Regions from separate parts of the Mus musculus genome. Here regions 2, 3, 4 and 5 are each linked to region 1. A link is a contact called in public promoter capture Hi-C data. All regions are on one chromosome and are shown on one strand. Each heading gives the region's core, a stretch centred on a gene start, on an enhancer-like site or on the middle of the called end of the contact. The rest is flanking DNA. Distances are from core to core; before and after follow the strand shown. Region 1 holds the start of Mtmr4 (myotubularin related protein 4). Region 2 holds the start of 4930502E09Rik (RIKEN cDNA 4930502E09 gene). Region 3 holds the start of Ggnbp2os (gametogenetin binding protein 2, opposite strand). Region 4 holds the start of Appbp2os (amyloid beta precursor protein (cytoplasmic tail) binding protein 2, opposite strand). Region 5 holds the start of Ppm1d (protein phosphatase 1D magnesium-dependent, delta isoform).

Region 1 (2,613 bases), core at 39-2,538:
CCAAATTCCAGGAAGCTTGTGGTACAGTGCTGAACAAATTCTGAAGGTCCTGTAATTAGAGTGCTGGGACATAGGGAAAAACAAAATGCCATAGTCTCCAAGGAGCTCAGTATCACGCATGCGCTAGGTTAGACCCGGGTTCTAGACCCTGTAACTAAAACAGTGAACTCAGGAGAGATTTCTGTTTTCCTATGACTTAGTAACTGTAAGTACTTCAGAAACCAAGACGTGAGGACACTAGCCTAGGATCTCAGGGCCTAGACCCACTCCAGGACTCGGACTATCCGCCGAGAATAGGACTCTTTGCCACTTCAGTTTGGTTAGTAGTGGCGCGGATCACGGAGACCTCCAGCGTTACTGGTGACCTGCGTCCCGGTGCTGGCTCCAGGCGCTTCAGTCTTGTCCCTCTACCCCTTTTACAGACTAAGAAGCCGCAGCTAGCTAATGGCAGTCAGACCCAGTTTTTCTCTCTTGGCTGAGAGACTCTGGACTGGCGGCAATGCAGGTCTCGAAGGACGGCAAGGTTGGTCGGTCGTTAACAACCAGTCCAGATACGCAAAGGGAACCGCCAGCGCTGCCAGTCCGAGAGCTCCTTCCTCCCAGGCCTTCTAGGAGGGTCTTTCACGTTTTCCATTCCTGTGGCTTCAGCAGTTCCCGAACCCAGCTCTTCTCTTTCGCAGACAAAAAAAAAAAAAAAAAATCCAGGATTTTCTTTTCCATCGACCGGGCGACGAAACACGAGAGTGATGGAACCGAGAGTTTGGGAAGGGACCTTCCCCTTTCCTAGCCGGCATGCTACCCTTCCTTTCTCGCATTACTGGAGCAAAACAGAAACACCACTGGGTTAAAACGCTGAGCCACCGCGAGGTCATTTGCGAACTACCTCTCGGGCGGGGTCGTCACCGGAAGTGACTGCTACCATTCCCTGCAATGTCCCGCCCCCCAGTTGCGCTACCAGTAGGCGACGGGCGGCCGTACTTCCTGTCCCCGGAGCCCTAGGCTGCGACCCCTCTTACTCCTCTCCCATTGGCTGCCAGAGGGACGCGCTGTGATTTCCTATTGGTCGTGTCTGCTCTCTGGCGCCAAGCCTCCTCCCTCCGGGTACTGTCTGGTCTCCGGGTGCCGGATAGGTTACAAGCTGAGAGGGCGTCTGCCCACTGGACCAGTGAGCAGCGTGGAGAGTGAGGGCGGCGGCTGCGTGGTGAGGCAGGGCGGGACTTCGCGTGGCTATTGGCCAGGGCGGGTAGAGGCTAGAGATACGATTGGTTGGGGACAAGGGACCGTGGTGGGGTTCGAGCTGCGCGGCCTCAGCAGCTGCGGGAGACGGAAGTGGTGAGAGCGCGGCTTTGGAGGGTCGGGCGGACGCCGCCTGGGTGAGTCACTGTACCCCGTGCACTGCCAGCCTGGGAACCACAACGACCAAGTCCTGCCCGGCCCTCGCCGGCTCTCTTGAGTCCCGCCCTCTGTCATTTGGGGCTCCGCCTCCGAGGCCTTGGCCCCGCCCCTAAAACCTGGGCACCTGGATCTCCTGGCTGCTTAGCCCATCCTCCCCCACCCCCCACCCTAAGACCAGAGTCCCTAACTGTGAGAACCCTGGGCCTCCTAGGCCTGGTCCTTGTCGCTCCCTTCCTCTCTCTGTTTCTCAGGCCGCGAGCCAGGGAGCCGTGAGGCAGCACCTCCGGCTGGCCGCTTGCGGGCTCCCCCGTGAGGGAGGGAAGGTTGGTAGGATCACAATGGAGGCTTTAATCGCCGTAGCCTCCTATGGGGCTCTGCTGCACACCCCTCGAGCATACCAAACATGAAGGAGTGTCGGTGAAATTCAGACCTGGCTCCCTAAGTGGGCCCAGGAGGCCTTAACTTGAAATCCTTGTTAATTCGACCCATTTGACAGATGTTGTCTCCCAGGCCGGACTGGCCTAATTCTGCTCCTGTTGTGTGGCCTCCTCCCTCAAACCTTCACCTACTTGGTCTCAAGTATGCTCAGCAGGACCGGGCCAACCCTGCTGCTCTTTTATCACAGGTTGTGGTCCTCTCCCTCTTGTCCTCTGCTCTGGACTCTGCCCCCAGTAACAGGTCAGGTGGGTGCTACTCCTAGACTCAGAGACTGGCCGAACTGCCCTGTGGATTCATGCCCCTACCAGGGCCAAAAGTGAGTCCCAGTTGGGCAGTCTTTGTCTCTTCAGAGTTGGAATTTCTTCTCTTTTGTAGAGAGCAGGGTTTGGAGTGCTCTACTGCTGGGTGTGGGGATCAGAACGTTTGAGTTCTGCTGAGTAAGCTAGGATGATACTTAGCCTTGCTCAGGAACTTTTGTGGTGGAATTCTCACCGGGCAGGGTCACTTGTTGCTTCTTCCATTGCCTGACTGGTGTGGTGACTTTTTGAGACGCCGGATCCTCTGTGGTGGAGGAAAATGAGTTGCAGAGAAGTTCAGGGGTAGACCCGTGTGACAATCGTTGATTCTATGGTGATGTTAATGACCGTGCACTTTCCTCTTGTGTTCTGTCTCCTTTAGTGACGAGCAGGAGCAGGCAGCCAGGACCCTCGCCAAGGTAGAATGGTGAGTAGCTCCTTTTCCCTCATACCACTGTGTGTCTCATCCTCCAGTCTGACTCAG
Region 2 (2,613 bases), core at 72-2,571, 2.8 Mb before region 1:
TAATGGGAATTTCTCTTGTCTTCTCCCAAATGGCATCTCCTCCCTATCTTTTCTGATCTGATGCTGCTCATAACTCCAGGAACCCCCAAAAGAATGTTAAGAGAAAAACTAGGGAGTTCTGGATCCGTAACATTTTATTTTCTCAAGACTTACAGGTTTAATGCCCTATTTCACCTACTCAGTCCCACCTAGGAAAATGAATCAGAAAAGAGAGAGAGAGAGAGAGAGAGAGAGAGAGAGAGAGAGAGAGAGAGAGAGAGAAAGAGATCTACAAGTAAATATTCCATTCACTCTTTAGGCTCATGGCATGTGAGTTGAGCTCAGATTTGAATTAAAAGGAGAGCTAGCTTCCACCCTAACCTCACCCTCAGTCATGGGTCAAACACTAGCTTCTTGTTCATTGGTTGGCCAGCACTTTACTCGGTGTGGCTTGGGTGAGGTTTGGGGACAAGATGAAACTAACCTAGTCACTTAGACTAGCCAGTTTTTTTTTTTTTTTCTTTTCTTTTTTTCCCCCTTCTCCCTGGCTGCCTAGCTAGCCCTTGACCTCTGGCTTCCTCTTTCACCTGCCAGTATAGGGGGCACAAGATGGCAGGGGTAAGGGAAGAGAATACCAGGGGTCAGGATTTGGTACTCTGCTGCGACACGAACTATCAGGAGTGAATGGCTCTTATAAAAATAGAACTTAGAGAGAACTTAGGTCCTCTCGCTACTAAACAGCACTCCTGCTCTCAAGGCCGTTGCAAATGGCCCTAGGGTAGTAGGCTCAAAAAGAGCAGGGTCTCTGGCTCCGGCCACGGCAACTCTCCCTCCCCTCACTCAAAGCCCTGCCCCATGGAAACGACGTACTCCCCCCTCCCCCAAGAGCGTCCCCGCTGCCTGGCGGAGCCTTACCTCGATGTTGCCAACGGTGCGGGCACAACCCACAACCTTCAGTCCCTGCTGGACTAATGCCCGGGCCACGGCCGCACCGATGCCCCCCGAGGCTCCCGTCACCAGTGCCAGCCGGTCGCGCCACCGCTCCATGCCAGCTCTAGTCATGGTCCCGAGCCGTCTGCCCACCTCGTTCGGCGAACCAGGCACTGGGAGCGGGGAGCTTAGTCTGGGGTTACTGAAGATCGGTGGCTCCCTGGTCACTGCAGTGGGGGACGCCGGCAACTTGGAGTTGCGCCTAGACCCACCCACTATTGGCCCGGCCTCCGGCCCGGGCTCCGCCCTCGGGACCTCCGCATTGGGCCACATGGCGTCCGAGTGGCCACCTTTTCCGGACACGCCCACGCCCGCGCACGAGCCCGTCCTTCCCGCGACAGGCGGAAACCGCACAGCCTTGAGGATAGGGGCCCACCGCGGAAGTGGGGCCTGACAGCCGGTGGAGTTGCTTTTACCGTGAGCGCTTCCCTTTGCGGTGGAGAGCCTCCATCTGCGAGGAAGAGGACGCACGCTCGCACGCACTCAAGGCCTCCTTTGCTCAATCAGCCCTACTTCCAAAGGCCTGAGGACAGGATGGGGGATCTAAAGGTTACTCCAGTGCCCTCCCAAACCACTGGTGACTGACAGTAAGGATTCAATCCAAAAAGCTTAAGGGCCTCTGCCATCAAGGCCAGTTGACCTGAGGAAGGGTTATTGTTCACTGTACCTGATCCTTTGGCTTCACTGGCCAAGTAAATGGTTAAAATACCCAAGTACTCTACACCTAAATGGCACCACGTCTTCAACCGTCCTTGACATCAACCACTCCCAGTCCTACAACGGCGCAAATGTTACACGATGTACATCAATAGTCACCCGCAGAAGCTGACAACTTGAATATCACGTGGTAGCCATAACTTTAAACAGCATGCATAATATACCCTTATAAGATTTTTGAGCCGGGCGTGGTGGCTCATGCCTTTAATCCCAGCACTCGGGAGGCAGAGGCAGGTGGATTTCTCAGTTTGAGGCCAGCCTGGTCTACAGAGTGAGTTCCAGGACAGCCAGGGCTATACAGGGAAACCCTGTCTCGAAAAAAACAACAAAAACAATATTTTTGTTTTTCTTTTGTGCAGGAGCCAACAGAGCTCTACCACAAGGCATGGTGGCACAAGCCGGTAAGGGGACATAAGAGACAGGTCCACGAGTTCAAGGCCATCCTTTAGTAGAGAGTGAATTCCAGGCCAACTGAAACATGAGCCCCTTTCTCAAACACAGTAAGTATACTGGCACATTAAGTGTGAAAAACAACAAAACAAAACAAAACAAAACAAAACAAACAAAAAAAAGAGAAGTGTGATGAAGGCTAGAGAGATGGCTCAGCAGTTAAGAGCACTAGCTGCTCTTCCAGAGGTCCCGAGTTCAATTCCCAGCAAGCACATGGTGGTGGCTCACAACTATCGAAAAAGGTCCGATGCCCTCTTCTGGTGTGTCTGAAGACACCAACAGTGTACCCATACATGCCTGATAATGCCAGCTGGTGGTACATGCCTTTGATTCAGCACTCAGCAGGCAGATCTCTTGAGTTTGTTGCCAGCCTGGTGTACAGTGAGTTCCAGGTCAACCCGGGCTACAGAGAAACCCTGTCTCAAACAAAACAAAACAACAACAACAAAAAATAAAAATAAAAAACCAACAAACTGT
Region 3 (2,613 bases), core at 62-2,561, 2.7 Mb before region 1:
TTTTTTAAAGCATGCTTTCCATTGCAAAGTTCCATCGAAGTGAACCAGTCAATAGCTTCCCTAATTTTTTAAAAGTACTGAAGCTCTTGAGACTGGCAAAAAGGCTCAGACTGGCATCTCCACAATGACTTGCATTTTACATAAAATGCTAAAACCTTCAGTACATAACTACACTTTTTTTTTTTTCAGGAAGATAACCGATCTGCCTTTGAGTGGAAAAAAAGTCAAAGGCTGGAAGACTTATCTACATCAGATCACAATGGGCGAGTGCAAAATCCAGGAGCGTCAGCATCAAAATGAAGATTTCAAAACTTGTTCGGAGAAGGTTCATTTAACTGTGGTAAGCAACTGCATTTACTTCCTGCTCAGAATCAACTCAAATTTCTGCCATTTCCTTTTAAAGGAAACAGTACTACAACACCGGGTAGAGGGGTCGGCAAAGGTATACCAACACCAAGTCTTAAAACAACCATCTTCCCACGTTTGTGTTTTTCTATCCACAATGAGCAGTCAGTTCTTCATACTACTTTACAGTCAATAACTTGGTCTTGGGCTACTTGTAAACCAAAAAAATGCCACGAAGGCCCATTTTGAAGAGTCATGGCTTAACCCAACCATTTCAAGAATTATAATGTACTAGGCAATGTGAGACGTATTAGGAAATCAAATCATTTAGGTGGAATCTTCGCTGTGCAAGAGAATGTCACTCTGCCCTCAGTAATTACACTTATGTAGAGATAGCTACAGTGTTCAAACGGGAAACACACAGGTAACAATGCAGCTGCGACATTTTCAACTAATTGAGCCTCCCGGAGGGTAAGTGCTTTCTGGAGAGGACAGGCCCTAAACGCCCCAGCTCCTTCAACCCTTCTCCCCGGCGCGTGCTTAGGCAAACAGCGTCTCAAAGGCAGGCCTAAAGGCCAAAGGTTCGGAGAGGGAGGAAGACCCGAGCAGGGGACCTCCAAGTGCCTTCGGGGCGCTGGATCTGGGGCCTGCCAAGGGTACCGAGAGGCCCCGCTGCAATGGCGAGTTCGTGGGGCCCATCGGAGAGGCGGCCTCGCCTAGGAGTTGCAACACACTCTTTCTCCAGTGCGCAGCGCTCGGCCTGGGGGAGGGGAAACAGCTGCCAGGCCGGGGAGCAGCGGGCCCATCCCGGCCCGGCCCGCTCAGCCCGCTCGCTCACCGTCAGGGTGTCGTCTATGTAGAGGGGGATCTGCCTCCTCTCGAAGGGGAACTCCTCCTCCCCGTCCCTGCACACTGCCACCAGTCGCGCCATCGTCCCCGACGCTGCCGTTGCCACCGTCACCACCTCCTCCCAGCTGCTGCCGCCGCCGCTGCTCCTGCCGCCGCCGCTGCTGCTGCCTCCTCCCAGCTCCTGCCTGCAACAGCCAAACCCCGCGAGCGTAAGCACCCGCCACCTCGCAGCACATTCGCCACGGGTGAAAGGGGTGGGGGGGCGCGGAGCGAGAGAGGACAGGAGAGCCGCGCTGCGTTTCCCATCACCCGATTCCACACGCGCTCAGCCAATCAGCGCCCCGCAGCGCCGGGACCCGCCCCCTCGCGCCGCCTGCCCTCCCCCACCCAGACCCCCCCTCCCCACCCACCCACCCCCCCCCCCCCCGCCCGCCGGCCTCCAGTCAGGGTCCAAAGGAGAGGCGGAAAAGGACCTGCTGGCCCCGGGACATCCCCGCCCAGCTCGGGAGTCCGGGCTCCAGAAGCCCATCCCCGCCTCGGCTACACAGCCCAAGCCCGCACCCCCTGCCGCTGACCCCTTCTCTCCTGGCTGAGCGCCCCGCCCAGGGTGGCCCCCTAGGCTGCAGTTGCCCGGCGCCACCCCGCCCCTGGGAGGGGTCGACCCTGCCTCGGCTCTGCAGAGTTGGGGTGGGGGCGAGCTCAGACCCCAGTCCTCACCCGGGTCGGAGAGAGAGAGCTCTCGGTTCTGACCTTCACTGACTTCGAGGACGCCTCCCTGACCCCCACCTCTGCTCCCCGTTACCGGCTGACGAGGCCCGCGTCAGGGCCGGCCTGGGCGGGAGCGCGGCTGCGATTGCCGTTTCCTCTCCAGGCTCAGTCAGCCGCTCGCGCCACGGGGAGTGTGGGAGGGAGGGCGGGGGACGTGGGGAGGGTGGGGCCGGGGAGGGGGGGCCGCGAACTCCAGGCGGGGCCTGCCTCTTCTCGCGAGACCGCGGCCGCCTCGCTCGTGTCCCGACTTTCGAAATCGGCTTGTACGGGTGGGGGGAACCCCCTGTGCTGTCGCGCTCGGCTGACCTGCGTGGTGCCCCGGATTTACCAAAACGAGCGTGAAAATAGGGCCAGTGGGGAGGCCCAGCAGGAGCAGCCGGGGTCCCTGCCAGTGACGACCCGGGATCTGCTCTCTGGAGACCGGTGGGGTGGAAAGCCCACTGGGGGGGGGGGGGAACCCAGATAAGACTTGGGTGAGCGATGAAGAGCTGGCGCTGTCGAGGTCTAGGAGAATGGACACTGCAGAGACCTTTGACCTTGTTTTCCAGGTTGCACACATGCGGACTTCCACCCCTGTAAGACTGGAGGAAAGGGCTCTGCTACCCTGACTCACCCAGAGCCGGCCGCCTTATGGGGACTGCAGCAAGATGG
Region 4 (2,613 bases), core at 79-2,578, 2.4 Mb before region 1:
GCTCCGAGTCCATAAAGTTCTCCTCCCTCTCAGAACACTGCAAAAATTGTCCACGTCTATGAACACTTACCCTTGAAACTCCTTGGAGAGCAACTTGGGACTTTCTGTGCAGATTTTTGAGAGGGAGCGACGCAAGAATGCTGCAAAATCGCACTTTTCATACACATTGGTATAATTCAGATTTCTACTTCTTGCTTTCAGGGAATTTCACTGCGTCCTTTCTAAAGATCCAGTCTATTACTAATCTATTAGTAAAATTCCCAATTTAACCCAAAGTGTAAACCGAAAAACCAAAACAAACCTAGAAACCACACAAAAAAGCTTTCAAGGATATGCAAATGAAGCCCACAGACCATTTTCATTAAGCCCTAACTAAATCATTTCGGATTGAAAGAAAGGAAAGGGACGAAACTCGGATTAGAGAAGGGAGGGGAAAAAAAAAAGAAAAAGAAAGAAAGCAGTTACTCGGGTAAAGAGGATCGACGAGATGACAAAGTAGGGAGAATTAGGGGTGGAGCGGAACAAAAAAGTCCAGCTGATACAAACACTAGAGAAGACAGAAAATACCCCAGCGACTAGAGGACCGGGTGGGACTCGGCTGGGTCAGGCATTCCCGCAGGCCTACCCTGGGGCCCCTAAGGGGATGGCGGATAGCTCTCACACAAGAACCCCCCCGGGCCGCACAGACCGGGAGGCAGACGCGGGGGTGGCGGCGTATCGGAAAGCGGCCACCGCAGCCGACGCTACCTCGAGAGCTACAGGCCGGGCCGTGGACGTGGAAGGGGGTGCGGCCCAGGAGCAGCGGCGGGGTCCGATAGAACAGATCGCCTGTACCTTGTAGTAAACGTCGAACTGGATATTCTCCGGCAAGGAGCGGATGTCGCGGCGCGAGCGGATGTAGTTGTCCACGACAGCGGAGATGGCGGTGTTGTAGAGCGTCTCCGGGATCCACTCGAGCTCCACGGCCGCCATCTTCCCTCGCTCCTCCTCCGCCTCCTCCCGCAGGCCTCCGCCTCCCTCCGTAGCGAACCCGTGTGAGGCTCCGGAGGCTTCCGAGGGGCGGCGACCACGCGGGCGAGCGGGCGTGCGCGCGCCTCTCGGACCCGGCTGCCGGGCCTCTGCGTGCGCGCGCGGCCTGAGGGCAGATGGTGCTGGCGGTAGCGGCGGTAGCGGCGGCCACGGAAGATCCGGACGAACGCAGACCACGACCGTACCGAGAGCCTCACATTCCCAACAGGAGAGCGAGCCCAGTTCCGTCCAGGCTCTCAGCTCTGCATGGGCGGGGCTGCGTGTGTGCGTCATGACGTCAACGCGCGACGCGCCGACGCGCCCGGGAAGGAATGCGGCAGGCGGAAAACTTGCGGAGAAAGAGCGCGGAGCGTCTGAGGGGCGCTGGGTGCTTGTTCCTAAAGGACGAGACACCGGGGAAGCTGGGCGGTAGTTGGAGTGGTGTTTTATCCAGCGTGCTGTGGCTCTCCAACACAGTCTCGTTTCAGTGAGTTTTTCGACGACAGCCCTCTTCAACTTTAAGAATTGATCTTTTAGATCAACGAACTTTAGGACTGATCTTTTTTTCACAAAAGTGCACAGCACGGACGGGGCATGGTGGTGCACTTGGAATGGATCGCTTGGGAGGCAGAGGCAGGGGTATCTCCTGAGGTCAAGGTCTATGGAGTGAGACCCTGTCTCAAACAAAGAAAATCTATATTGAGGGATGTGGTGGCCCATCACTTTTATCCCAGCACTGCAGAGACAGAGGCAGGTGGATTTCTGTGAGCTCCAGGCCAGCCTGGTCTACAGTGTGAGTTCCAGGCCTGTCCCTCTTGCTCTGGCCCTGTTGTCTCCTGCTCTACTCGCTCAGCCCTAGCTCATAGATTCTTTTTCATTGGGGATGGTTGTGAGCCACCATGTAGTTGCTGGGATTTGAACTCATGACCTCCGGAAGAGCAGTCGGTGCTCTTAATCAACTGAGCCATCTCACCAGCCCCTATCCAATTTTATTTTATTTTAAATTTTGGTTTTTCGAGACAGGGTTTCTCTGTATAGCCCTGGCTGTCTTGGAACTCACTTTGTAGACCAGGCTGGCCTCGAACTCAGAAATCTGCCTACCTCTGCCTCCCGAGTGCTGGGACAATTTTCTTTTTTCTTTTTTTTTAAAAGAAGAAAAATTTGTTTAACATGCCCTGGCTCTCCTAGAACTTTATCTGTAGACCAGGCTAGCCTCAAGTCACAGAGATCTTGCTGCCTCTGCCTCGCTAGTGCTGGGATCAAAGGTAGTTGCCAGCATTTTTTTACTGAGCAATCATTCAAGCCCCGTTTCCCCATTTTTGCATTGAAAAAAAAAAGAATCTATTAAATGTTTTGGCTTGCCTACCAAATTCTTCTAGTAGTCTGAGAATGCATGTCAAACAAATGGAGAAATGCACTTTAAATCCAGTGAAACTGATTAACCATACACACATTTAAACTTCTTCAGTCCTGTGATTTCTTAGGCTATAATTGACAAACCTGGGAAAGCTGTAGTCAGCCTCAAAATAGGGTTGACAGATTTATCAAGTTTAAAAAAAAAACATAGAAACCTCTAAAACACCCTTTGATTGATTGATTGATGAT
Region 5 (2,613 bases), core at 30-2,529, 2.3 Mb before region 1:
AGATGGCTCAGTGGTTAAGAGCCTGCACTGCTTTTTGGTTTGGAGCGCCTATCTGGCTCACAACCACCTGTAACTCCAGTTGTAGGCGGAGGGTTGGGACTCCACACAACATCCACAGAGATACACACATAATGAAAATGAAATAAATATTTAATGACAATTTTAAAAGGAATTGTCTTGGGAGGTATAGAAACTGTTGTTGAAAGGCAGGCCAGCATAAAGCCTTTCCTTGTTGTTTGCATTTCCCATGCTGCTGTAAATAAGTTTCCATTACGCTTTTTGTGAAATCTCAAAGGCTGTACAGAAAATAATAAAGGAACACGTTGACTCCCTCAAAAGAATATGGTGCTAAGAAAATATTAAGTTGATCACTCGAGAACTTATTTCAATTTCGTGGAAATCAGTCTAAAAGCATTCATTTTGTTGTTGGGACTGTCAACTTCTGTGAACGGAGGGAAATAACCGTGTCTTTAGGGCATGGAGATCCTGTTGTATGCTCCTTTTCCAAACGGTAACTTAGATTCTGCAGTAATAGCTGTATTCAAGACGAGTCCGAAAAAGTATTAACGACGCTGAAAAGAGGAAGAAATATGCAAAATACTTAAAAAAAAAAAAGGGCTGTAAAGTGTTAGGAATTAAACTCGCCGACAGGTCTCCGACCTAACGTTATCGCGGAAAACAGGGCTGTGCAACTGGCGGTGGAAAATTCCAAGTCTTCTTAAGTAAACCCGACTGCTTCCCTTAACTCCCAGCCGGACAAGTCCCACCCAAGCCAGTTCACGCGTGCTACGCTGGTCTAGCGCACGGACCAACGACTTTGCAGGGCATTTTCGCGCCATTTCGCTTGAAATAAGTGGAAGGTCAAGTCTACCTTTGACCTCTGCAAATTTTCCACAATCGCGGGAGGCAAAACTGGCTCTGCAAAAGGACCAAAGGGGAAAAGCCAGAAGTCTCACGTTAGGGATTTAAGGGGAAAAAAAGATGACAGGTTGAGGCTTCAGCCGCTTAGTAACAGCGGAAAACCCCCAGGGTACAGAAGCCCTAGGCTGGAGAAAACAAACCGGGCAAGGAGCGCGCTCCCCCGGTCGGCGGGCCGAGCGAGATCAGCGGTTGCAGAGAGATGCGGGGGTGGAAGGAGGGCGGGGGCGAGCTTGCTCTTCTTGACTCCTGATTGGTCTGTCTCAGCGAGCCGAGTGACGTCATCAGGAGAAAGGGGGGGAAAGAACGTCTGATTTGTATGGTGGGCGCGGGCGGGCGGGGAGCGAGTTCAGTGCGCAGGCGCAGCTGCTCGGCTCCTCTCGCCCGCGACTCGACCGGCCCAGCTCTCGCGGACAAGTCCCGACATCACGCGCCCCCCCCCACCGCCGCGGGGACCGCCTCCTCTTCACTCTCGGCTTCGTCGAAGATAAACAATAGTTGGCCGGCGAGCGGCGAGTGTGTCTCCCGCCTCGGAATTCGGCGGGCTGCGTGGGAACGGCGGGATCCCGGGCAGCCGGCCATGGCGGGGCTGTACTCGCTGGGAGTGAGCGTCTTCTCGGACCAGGGCGGGAGGAAGTACATGGAGGACGTAACTCAGATCGTGGTGGAGCCCGAGCCGGCTGCGGAGGACAAGCCGGCGCCGGTACCGCGGCGGGCGCTCGGGTTGCCGGCGACCCCCACTCTCGCCGGCGTCGGGCCATCGGAAAAAGGCCCGGCGGCGGCCCGCGACCCTGCCCCGGACGCCGCGGCCTCGCTACCCGCTGGCCGCTGCTGTCGCCGCCGCTCTTCGGTGGCCTTCTTTGCAGTGTGCGACGGGCACGGCGGTCGGGAGGCGGCACAGTTTGCCCGGGAGCACTTGTGGGGTTTCATCAAGAAGCAGAAAGGCTTCACCTCGTCCGAGCCCGCCAAGGTGTGCGCTGCCATCCGCAAAGGTTTCCTCGCCTGTCACCTCGCCATGTGGAAGAAACTGGGTAAGTTCCCCGCCCGCCTCTTTTTTTCTTTTCTCCCCTTATCCCCCTGGGCTTTTTATAGCATCAGCACCGCGTGGGCCTCCCCGGTACCAAGAGCGCTATCCATCAAGCGACGCTGTCCAACAAGGGATGCGAGTGAAGACTGTCATGGTTGGAGTTCTAGGCACACCGAGTGGCCTCGGAAACGCTAGGATGGCTTGTCTCCCAGCAACCGCTCCTTGCATTATCTCCTCCCTCCTACGATCAGGGGGCAACAGTCTCCCCTCTCCCTTCGCTAATTCACTTTGGTAGCAGCACGCTCAGAAGTGTTTGAATGCCGGCGCCAGATTGTAACCGAGGGATAAATTTAAGAAACGTTTCTACACGGGCTAGGTGAAAGAAGCAGGAGGTGGCAAGAATTGGAGCGTTCCCTTAGCATCTGTCATAATTTTGTTCTTGTTGGGCTTGTTCCTCTTGGTTGCCTCCTACCGGTGGTGTCACTTCTTCAGATTGACCTGAATGGCTCTGGCTCGATGTAAGTCAATTTAGAAGGGCTGAAGTGTAACATAGGCAACTTACTTTTGTGATAGTGTTTTGGGGTAATCCCTTGAATTGTTTATGAGAAAGGTGTGCAACGTGTTAAATATTAAATTGGCTCCATGTTAGGGGCATGTGTTAACTTCTT

The links. Promoter capture Hi-C pulls out the DNA fragments that hold promoters and counts their contacts. Capture Hi-C pulls out chosen DNA fragments and counts their contacts.
Region 2: a promoter capture Hi-C map of liver shows a contact between it and region 1, with 4 times the contacts expected there. The contact joins the promoter of 4930502E09Rik here to the promoter of Mtmr4 in region 1. A contact is called at or near these places in 2 of 39 promoter capture datasets (liver and pre-B cells).
Region 3: a contact with region 1 is called in a promoter capture Hi-C map of liver, with 2.4 times the contacts expected there. The contact joins the promoter of Ggnbp2os here to the promoter of Mtmr4 in region 1. A contact is called at or near these places in 4 of 39 promoter capture datasets (the 3T3-L1 cell line, liver and pre-B cells) and 1 of 9 other capture datasets (adipose tissue).
Region 4: a contact with region 1 is called in a promoter capture Hi-C map of pre-B cells, with 7 times the contacts expected there. The contact joins the promoter of Appbp2os here to the promoter of Mtmr4 in region 1. A contact is called at or near these places in 2 of 39 promoter capture datasets (liver and pre-B cells) and 1 of 115 datasets of contacts at active chromatin or transcription factors (astrocytes).
Region 5: a promoter capture Hi-C map of liver shows a contact between it and region 1, with 4 times the contacts expected there. The contact joins the promoter of Ppm1d here to the promoter of Mtmr4 in region 1. A contact is called at or near these places in 2 of 39 promoter capture datasets (liver and pre-B cells) and 1 of 9 other capture datasets (liver).

Annotation. Positions count from the first base shown.
Region 1 is chr11:87,590,878-87,593,490 of GRCm38.p6, forward strand. It overlaps Mtmr4 (myotubularin related protein 4), which reads left to right and starts at 1,289. Exons shown (of 19, transcript NM_133215.2): 1 at 1,289-1,373; 2 at 2,512-2,556. The coding sequence starts at 2,554.
Region 2 is chr11:84,827,857-84,830,469 of GRCm38.p6, forward strand. 4930502E09Rik (RIKEN cDNA 4930502E09 gene) reads left to right here and starts at 1,322. Exons shown (of 3, transcript NR_046281.1): 1 at 1,322-1,556; 2 at 2,046-2,186. Dhrs11 (dehydrogenase/reductase (SDR family) member 11) reads right to left here and starts at 1,147. Exons shown (of 7, transcript NM_177564.5): 1 at 895-1,147. The coding sequence starts at 1,041.
Region 3 is chr11:84,868,694-84,871,306 of GRCm38.p6, forward strand. Ggnbp2os (gametogenetin binding protein 2, opposite strand) reads left to right here and starts at 1,312. Exons shown (of 2, transcript NR_131201.1): 1 at 1,312-1,403; 2 at 2,511-2,613. Ggnbp2 (gametogenetin binding protein 2) reads right to left here and starts at 2,097. Exons shown (of 14, transcript NM_001364114.1): 1 at 1,912-2,097; 2 at 1,184-1,379. The coding sequence starts at 1,276.
Region 4 is chr11:85,233,838-85,236,450 of GRCm38.p6, forward strand. It overlaps Appbp2os (amyloid beta precursor protein (cytoplasmic tail) binding protein 2, opposite strand), which reads left to right and starts at 1,329. Exons shown (of 4, transcript NR_028329.1): 1 at 1,329-1,495. It overlaps Appbp2 (amyloid beta precursor protein (cytoplasmic tail) binding protein 2), which reads right to left and starts at 1,283. Exons shown (of 13, transcript NM_025825.3): 1 at 835-1,283. The coding sequence starts at 972.
Region 5 is chr11:85,309,975-85,312,587 of GRCm38.p6, forward strand. Ppm1d (protein phosphatase 1D magnesium-dependent, delta isoform) reads left to right here and starts at 1,280. Exons shown (of 6, transcript NM_016910.3): 1 at 1,280-1,949. The coding sequence starts at 1,499.